Regions from separate parts of the Ovis aries genome. Here region 2 is linked to region 1. A link is a contact called in public Hi-C data. All regions are on one chromosome and are shown on one strand. Each heading gives the region's core, a stretch centred on a gene start, on an enhancer-like site or on the middle of the called end of the contact. The rest is flanking DNA. Distances are from core to core; before and after follow the strand shown.

What was found. Hi-C and Micro-C count contacts between places; a contact is called where the count stands out from the background.
Region 2: a Hi-C map of liver shows a contact between it and region 1, with 2.0 times the contacts expected there. The contact joins the promoter of SFT2D3 here to the promoter of POLR2D in region 1. A contact is called at or near these places in 2 of 16 Hi-C or Micro-C datasets (liver and tail adipose tissue).

The regions. Positions count from the first base shown.
Region 1 is chr2:117,614,980-117,618,895 of ARS-UI_Ramb_v3.0, forward strand. It overlaps POLR2D (RNA polymerase II subunit D), which reads left to right and starts at 1,988. Exons shown (of 4, transcript XM_004004488.6): 1 at 1,988-2,088; 2 at 3,843-3,916. The coding sequence starts at 2,016.
Region 2 is chr2:117,787,548-117,791,380 of ARS-UI_Ramb_v3.0, forward strand. SFT2D3 (SFT2 domain containing 3) reads right to left here and starts at 1,304. Exons shown (of 1, transcript XM_042243598.1): 1 at 287-1,304. The coding sequence starts at 1,280. The coding sequence ends at 639.

The DNA of each region.
Region 1 (3,916 bases), core at 738-3,237:
ATGTGTGGAAAAAATAGCAAGGAATAACTTCAAACTTTACATTCATATACCGATAGTGTTAGTCTTCGGCGGAAACTATTTGCATGGATGTAATTTTTTTTTTTAAGATACCCAGATCCAAATCCCTGATACTTGGCCACAGGTGTACATTATCAAGATTAGATGATGATTTTGGAAATAGATTACAACTGATTAAACAGACTGGGATAATAACTCCGGAGTGAGAGGAATTTTGTTCCTTCAAGAGAAACTACGGTTCTAGAGTAGTATTTCATATTTATAATACCACCTGTAGTTAAACGGCATGGAAATCCATGTCTTTTTTGTTGTTTTTTTGTGGTAGTAAAATATAGAAGTGTTAGTCACATCTGACTCTCTGACCCCATGGACTCACATATAACATAAAATTTGCCATTTTAACCTTTCTGTTGTGAGAAATGTTAACCATGTGGTCAGAAATCAGAGTTCTTGTAAGGATGGAGGAGGTGCTCCAAGTCTGCTCTAAATCTGCTTCCAGATAAATCTAGTCTGTGACCTTGGCTTGAATATCTGCCTTTGAAAGGCACTCACTGGGCTGGTTGAAGAATTTGACTCTGAGCCAATACAGTACAAAGAACCATAGTAGCTCTTGAGGAACTTAATGATCTCTTTCTCTGTATCTTCTGTCGCTCTCTTTTACGATGGAAGTTAAGTCCAAACCTTCCATCAGCTACTCCTAGTGAGCTCCTCTTGGGTACGGCTCTAGGACTGATTCATTTTAAATTCAGGGCCTTGCACTTACGTGTTTATAATGGTTTCCTGAATGAAAATGTGGGCAAAACAGCCTGTGAAACATCAGTGTGGATTATTTGCTGTTCTCTCTTCTGTTGCCTTCTCTTCCTGCTGTGTGTTAGTTATGTGGCTAGTACTGGGGCCAGCAAATGTTAAGGTCCAGTTAAGTAGTAGGTAGGTGCTCTGCAAAAGCCTGTTGGATGGATAGATGGGAGAAGGGGGCCTACACTGAGCTCAAAGACTATCCCATACCCAGCTGGGGCATGTTCCCAGACTCCTCTGGGCATTGGCCTGCAGCTCTAATGAACTGTGTAGGAAAGCACTTTGAAGCAGTAATAAGCTCTGCCAGCACTATACGACCTACCATTAATTCACCTGATACATTTCTTTTGGAAACACATACACAAGGCAAATTAACTTTTATAAATTATAATTTAAAGGAATTATAAATTAAAGGAATACAGATGCATACCCTTGTCTGGTAATATCGTCATTTTTTGTGAACAGTTTATATACTTATAGACGGTTCATTCCTGAGCCAAGCAGTGCACTATGGTTATTTTCTGCATTGTACAACCATCTGTTTTCTCTCAAGTTGGAAACAGAATCATTTTTCATTTGCTTGCTTACTCGAAGTATCACCCAAATGTTCCAACAGGCTTCTCAATATCACTATCCACTATTCCATGTTCAGAAGTATTGGAAAAAATCCACTACAAATCAAACATTTTAAATGCTTTGAGGCATTGGAGGAATTACACTGAATGTTTTCAGAGTCACCTACCCAGCTTCCCATCAACTAGAGATCCTTGGGTCGGTCTGCGCGTTCCTGCCTCCCATCTAATCCTTCCCCTGCGCCCTGGAAAGCGGTATCCTCATCCACACTTCACAGGTGAGATAGCTGAGGCTCAGAAATGCCAACTGAGCAGTCCCCACGACTCGCAGCGAAGGACCTACTGTTGAAGAAAGTGACGGTTTTCTCCTGCCGCGGCCGCAGGATGCGCCACCCCGTCGCGGCACTTCCAGAGACCTGCAAGACCCCACCGCTCTGGCCCCTCCCCGCTTGCGCCCGAGGCCGCTAGGTCCCTTGGCCCCGCCCACCCCGCGGTTGTCTCGCCTACCCATCGCGGCCCGCCCACCTTCAGTGGGGCCCCGCCCCGTCTGCAAGAACACGCCCCTTCCGTGGCGGCGACCGGAAGGAGCTTCCGCTTCCGACAGCGTGGGTACTGGTTCTCGGCGAGAGGATGGCGGCGGGCGGGAACGATCCGCGCTCTGGAGATGTAGAGGAGGACGCATCACAACTCATCTTTCCCAAAGGTGCGGCCTGGGCAGGCGTGGCGAAGGGCGCGGAGGAGGAGGGTGCGGGCGGTCTGGGCACGGTTCCGCGGGAACTGGCCAGCTGGAGTCCACACCGGCAGCGCTGGAGCCGTCGGCCCCCAACTCCACATCGCCCCGGGGGGCCTCTTGTTCGTGTTTAAGTTGTTTTAGTCCATAAACTAGGAAGTGCTGGACGGTTGTGTCAAAGATAAAGCCAACACTAAAGGGGTAATGGCACGTTTTAATCATTAATATACTATCGCAGTAGGGAAAAGCGTGAAGCGTGGAATCATCTAGACTTGGATTTGTGCAAAGGTGACTGGGCGTTTTAAAGGGAGAATGAAGGAATAGGGAGAGGGGTGAGCAGGGCCTCACAAAGAGTCAGGGAAGTGAAAAATTACGAGAAGCGGGGGTTGGTCCGTTTGAAGCTCATTTGGATTTGTTAACTGGTGGTTATGGGGTTAGGCTCCTTCCTTCCCAACACCCTTCGCCCTGGGCTGTGAGACAAGGGCCCTATCTTCAGATGTTGTCAGGAACAAACAAATTATTTTGACAGCCTTCAGTTTTCATAAGCAGCCACTGTAAAGGAGCTAGAGTCATCCCAGGGATGCAGCCTTGAGCTGTTAGAAATCGTGTTAGTGTTTTCTTCAAGTCTTTGTGGAACAACCTTGAGTCCTAGTCGTGAAAAGGGCGCACAGGAGCCTGGCCAGAGCTTGGTTATGAGAGAAGAGAATCTTTGTCAGATGGCAGCGAGTAAAGCACTGTTTGCTATCAGGGATTCTGTGCTGTGTGATGGACTTAATGTGTAATTTAAAAACCCAAAATAAGTAGCTTAAGACTTCAACATATATCTTACAGGTACTGAAAAACACGAAGTCAGTGAACAGTAACAACAAAGTGGGGAAAACTTTAACAGTACCTGTCTTTTAAAAAAAAATTGCCACTAATATATGCAGAGTAAAACCTTAAAGTCCACACCTTTTCACCCAAACAACTATAAATAGTGTTTATCCTTCCAAACCATGCTTATTTTTAAGTATATACTTATACCCTTCATTCTTTGCAAAAATAGGATTATGCTATAGAAATCATAAATTTTGTAGAACTGTTCTATTCTTTTAAAGGACTAGATAGTACTTGATGGGTGGTGATGGTGTTCAGTCGCGAAGTTGTTGTGTCAACTGTTTTGCAATCCTTTGGACTGTAGCCCACCAGGCTCCTCTGTCCATGGAATTTCCCAGGCAAGAATACAGGAGTGGGTTGCCATCTTCTCCAGGGGATCTTCCCCACCAAGGGATCAGGCCTCTCCTGCATTGGCAGGTGGATTCTTTACCACTAAGCCACCAGGGAAGCCCGCTTAATGGTTGTACCATAATTCTATTTATTAATGTGTATAGAGATTGCTTTCAGTATTGTATGTCATAGACTCATGGTGAAATATTTCCGAGGACAGCGTCACAGACGGTGTAGGCGTAATGGACATGTATGTTTGTTTTCTTTTTTAAGGTGTGATAACTGAGAGGTAGGTGGTTTTCTGAATTTCATGATAAACCAGTTTTTGGTACTTGGGTTTTGTCTCGGTTCTTTTTATTTAAGGCGTTTTGTTTGTGTGAACACTGTACAGTTGTAGGATGTGAAGCCTCTGGATTTCTGCAGGGTCAGAAGTTTGCTGATAGTCACTAAGGCAAATGAACATTTAGAAGCTGACTTGGGAAGAAATATTTTCAGCTGACATTTATGCTTCTCGCAAATAGAGTTTGAAACAGCTGAGACGCTTCTGAATTCGGAAGTTCATATGCTTCTTGAGCATCGAAAGCAGCAGAATGAG
Region 2 (3,833 bases), core at 54-2,553, 170 kb after region 1:
GTCCTTTAATTTTATAAGACATCATGTTAACAATTTCACTAAAATAAGAAAACAGATAAACCGTATTAACTAAAGCACTTGAAAAAATTCCAGTGGCTAAAGTCAGCATTTAATCTGCTATCTCCTGTGGATACTCACGTTGAAGAATAAGGGAAAAAACTTCCAAGAGCTAAAGAAAGCACGTTTACTGGCACTAAGCTACTGCGATCTACCCCTGGATTTTCTTAGGTGACAAAACGCGAAAGAAATCCGGGAAAATAAGGGCAGTCAATCAAAACGGAAAAGCTATTTTTTCTTGTTTTACTGTGTAATCTAAGACCACGGTTAACGCAAAAGCAATTTATCACTAATGTTTCATAGCGTTATCACCAACTCAAAACAAAATCTGGTTTTCACAGCACTTCCTGCCGAGTGTAGCACAAAAGGCTGAAATCGAGGAGCTTCCCAAACTGCTCGTGTCTCAGTTTACAGTTCGCTGGCACAGTAAAGGAGCAGCTTCTACCCCGGGCGGTCTGGGAACGGACAGGCGCAGTCCTTGGTTTGGCTGGCTCTGGGCCTAGAGCTGGTTGCCCGTGTCCTCTCGGTGGCGCATCCTGGGGACGGATTCTGCGTCCTTCCGACGGCGCGGGCCGCGGGCCTCAAACGGGGAGCGCCTTGGCGAGGGCGGCGCCCGGGCCCAAGCGCCCGAGCGTGATGCGCAGAGCGGTGCCCGCGCCGCGGGGAAGCACGCCCAGCAACGCGGCCAGCAGTGCGGCGACTTGTGCGCAGGCGCCCAGCGCTGTGAGCAACGTACTCCGCAGACACAGCGCGGCGTACAGCGTCGCGCCTAGCGCGACCACGTAGAGCAGCGCGGGCCGCGAGGGCGCCTCCTCGCCGCGCAGCAGGCGTCCACACGCTGCGCCGCCGCGCAGTAGTGTGCCTCCCGCTAGTGCCAGCGCCGAGCCCAGCGACCACAGCAGCGCGAACTTCCGGGCGCGCAGCAGCAGCACAGGCGCGTAGAGTGCGGCCAGGCCGAAGCAGAGCGCAGCCAGCAGCAGGCACACGCCACTCGCCGCCAGCCGCTGAGTGCGCGTCACGCTGGGCAGGCACGCCTGTCCCGCCGCCGGCTCCGCGGGGCTCTGTGTCCACGTCCAGCGCAGGCCCGCGCGGCTCAGCCACGCCCCGGCCTCCGCCGCGGGCTCCTTCGCCTCTCCCGCGGCGAGCAGTGGCTCCGCGGCCGCCGGGCCGCCCGCCTTCCCCTGCGCCAGATATTCCTGCAGCTGGCGGTTGAGGTCCGCCATGTTTGATGGAGGCTTCCGCGAAGTGGCGGCGGCGGGGGGGGCCTGCGGCTGCCGCCCACTTCCGGCTCTACTCGCTCGGCTTTGGAAACTGCTCGGACCTCGGGCGGCTGTCAGTCCTCCTGGACGGAAGGGGCGGGGCTTGTGGTTCTGCTGCCTTCGTGGTCTCAACAGGCACTTTCGCTGAGACCGCGGCTGTGTCCCTGCGTGTAGCATCAGGATACCTTTCTTCGGTGTCCGCTGTAGGCGCTGGCAGGGCTTGGGTGAATTATAACCTCATTAGAAGTTAGTTGAGGGGAGTGAGCTCGTGTGGCTATAAATGAAAGAAACTTGTGTGTCTTGACTTTATGGATATCAGTGTCGTGATTCTGTGCTGTAGTTTTCCAATATTTGGCCATTGAGGGGAAATGGGGAAAGGGTTTACGGTCTTAAACTACGCTAATCTATAATTTAATTTTTAATTTAATTTTTTAAGAAGCTCACGCAGCAGGTCATAAGTGGTTTCTTTGGTAATGCTACAGAGCTGAAGCAGAGTTAGCCGCCTACTCCCACTGATGAGCTTCTCTTCTCTTACCCGTTTCACCATAGGTCTGGCAATATTGTTTCAAGCCCCAGGTCATATATGTATATTTTTGGCCCACATTGTCATGCTCCTGATGCACCTCTGGGTACAGGTTTCCTGACCCATCAGATAATTCTGAAGCGCTTGTTCACGGCTCGGTTAATTTCTGATCTTTCTCTTTTCAGAACCTCCTTGAAGTTCCTTGGCTTGTTATGCAGGTCACAGCCATCTGGGTGTCTGCTAGGACTTCTGGTTTCCCTGCTCTCTGGTTTCTGCTTGGCTAATTCCTGTTCTCAGACATTCAGAGTAAGCTGCACCTCTTGTTTACATCTCTCACTGAGGTGCACTTTCTCAGAGTTCTTATCTATCCCAATTGTGAAAGTTTGTGCAAAGCAGTGCCAGCAGCTTGAGGACAAGTTCTCTCTCGTCTCCCTTTTCTTTGGACCTGGAAGGCTACAGCAAAGTCACGCAAACGGACGTTGACCTGATTCACACAGCTGTCGGATTTGAGTGCAGTAAAGGTGCTTGAAAGCCTTTGTAGAAGTTGAAGCCTTCGGTTGAAAAACCCATTTTTAAAGTGTCTATTGTGAATTTAAATACGATGGCATGGAAGTCTGTTTGGGATGTAGAGTGCAACCCAGTTAGGTACTAGTGCAGTGTATTCTTGTACAGGTCTTTGATTTACTTGCCCCGGAAGCGCTGGGAATGGGAGGCAGGGCTGAGCGCGGTAGGCTATCTTCTGTCGCTGACTTTGGAGCCACTGCAGGAGAAGAGAGGGTATCGCCCTGTGTCTGTTTCTTTTGTCTGTACTAGCTCCCCTCACTCCCTTGGTCCTGGCTTCCCCTGCACAACTCCAGCTGATGGCTGGTGAGCCTCCTTAGTCCTTTATGACGAGATCAGTATTAATGAGTTCCTGCTCTTGTCATGTCTGACTTTTCAGTTTTCTTGTTACCTGTGTAACCAGTTTCCCCCCATTAAATTATTCCCTTTAATACTTTGTTTTCCTGGTTGGATCTTGACTATTGTTACTGAACATGCAAACTTGGTTCCACTTGCCCGATGTGCAGCAAAGCCAATCTGCTGACCCTGGATTGTGGTGGAGGAAAGTATTGTGTTTATTGTAGGGTGCCAAGCACCTTACTCACATGACCTGAACTCCCCAGTGGCTTTCCGGGGCAGGTTTCTGGAACTAGTCACAGGGTGCATGGTGAGCTCATGCACAATTATTGTTGATTAGTTGATGGTGAGGTAACTGGGTGATATGGGAATCTCAACTGCCAACTTAAAAAAAGTACACAATGTGAGAGTTGTGAATGAAGTTTTATTTGGGGCAAAGTGTGAGGACTATAGCCTGGAAGAGAGTATCTCAGATAGCTCTGAGAAACTTCCAAAGAGGTAGGGTGAAGGTCAGTATATATGTGATTTTGCTGAAGGGGAAATATGGAAATAAGCATATATATATATATATATATATATATATATATTTTTTTTTTTGTAAAAGGTTTCTGCTAGTCATGAGCAGTTGTCACTAGTTGAGTGCTTTTCTGGATATGAGAGGACACAAGAATTGGGCTCATAAAATTGGCTCCTGAAAATATCTACCTGAAGACCTGTTCTGCCAGTTTTTCCCAGAGCGTCAGTTCAGTGCATTCGCTCAGTCGTGTCCGACTCTTTGTGACCCCATGGACTGCAGCGTGCCAGGCCTCCCTGTCCATCATCAACTCCTGGAGTTCACCCAAACCCATGTTCATCAAGTCGGTGATGCCGTCCAACCATCTCATCCTCTGTCGCCCCTTCTCCTCCTGCCCTCAATCTTTCCCAGCATTAGGGTCTTTTCAAATGAATCAGCTCTCCACATCAGGTGGCCAAAGTATTGGAGTTTCAGCTTCAACATCAGTCCTGCAATAGCCTGCCTCATTTCTACTCTCCACCCTGAACTCCTTTCAGGGAGTGTTGGAAATCAGCAGCTGCAGCAGCACCTGCTTTAATCCTTG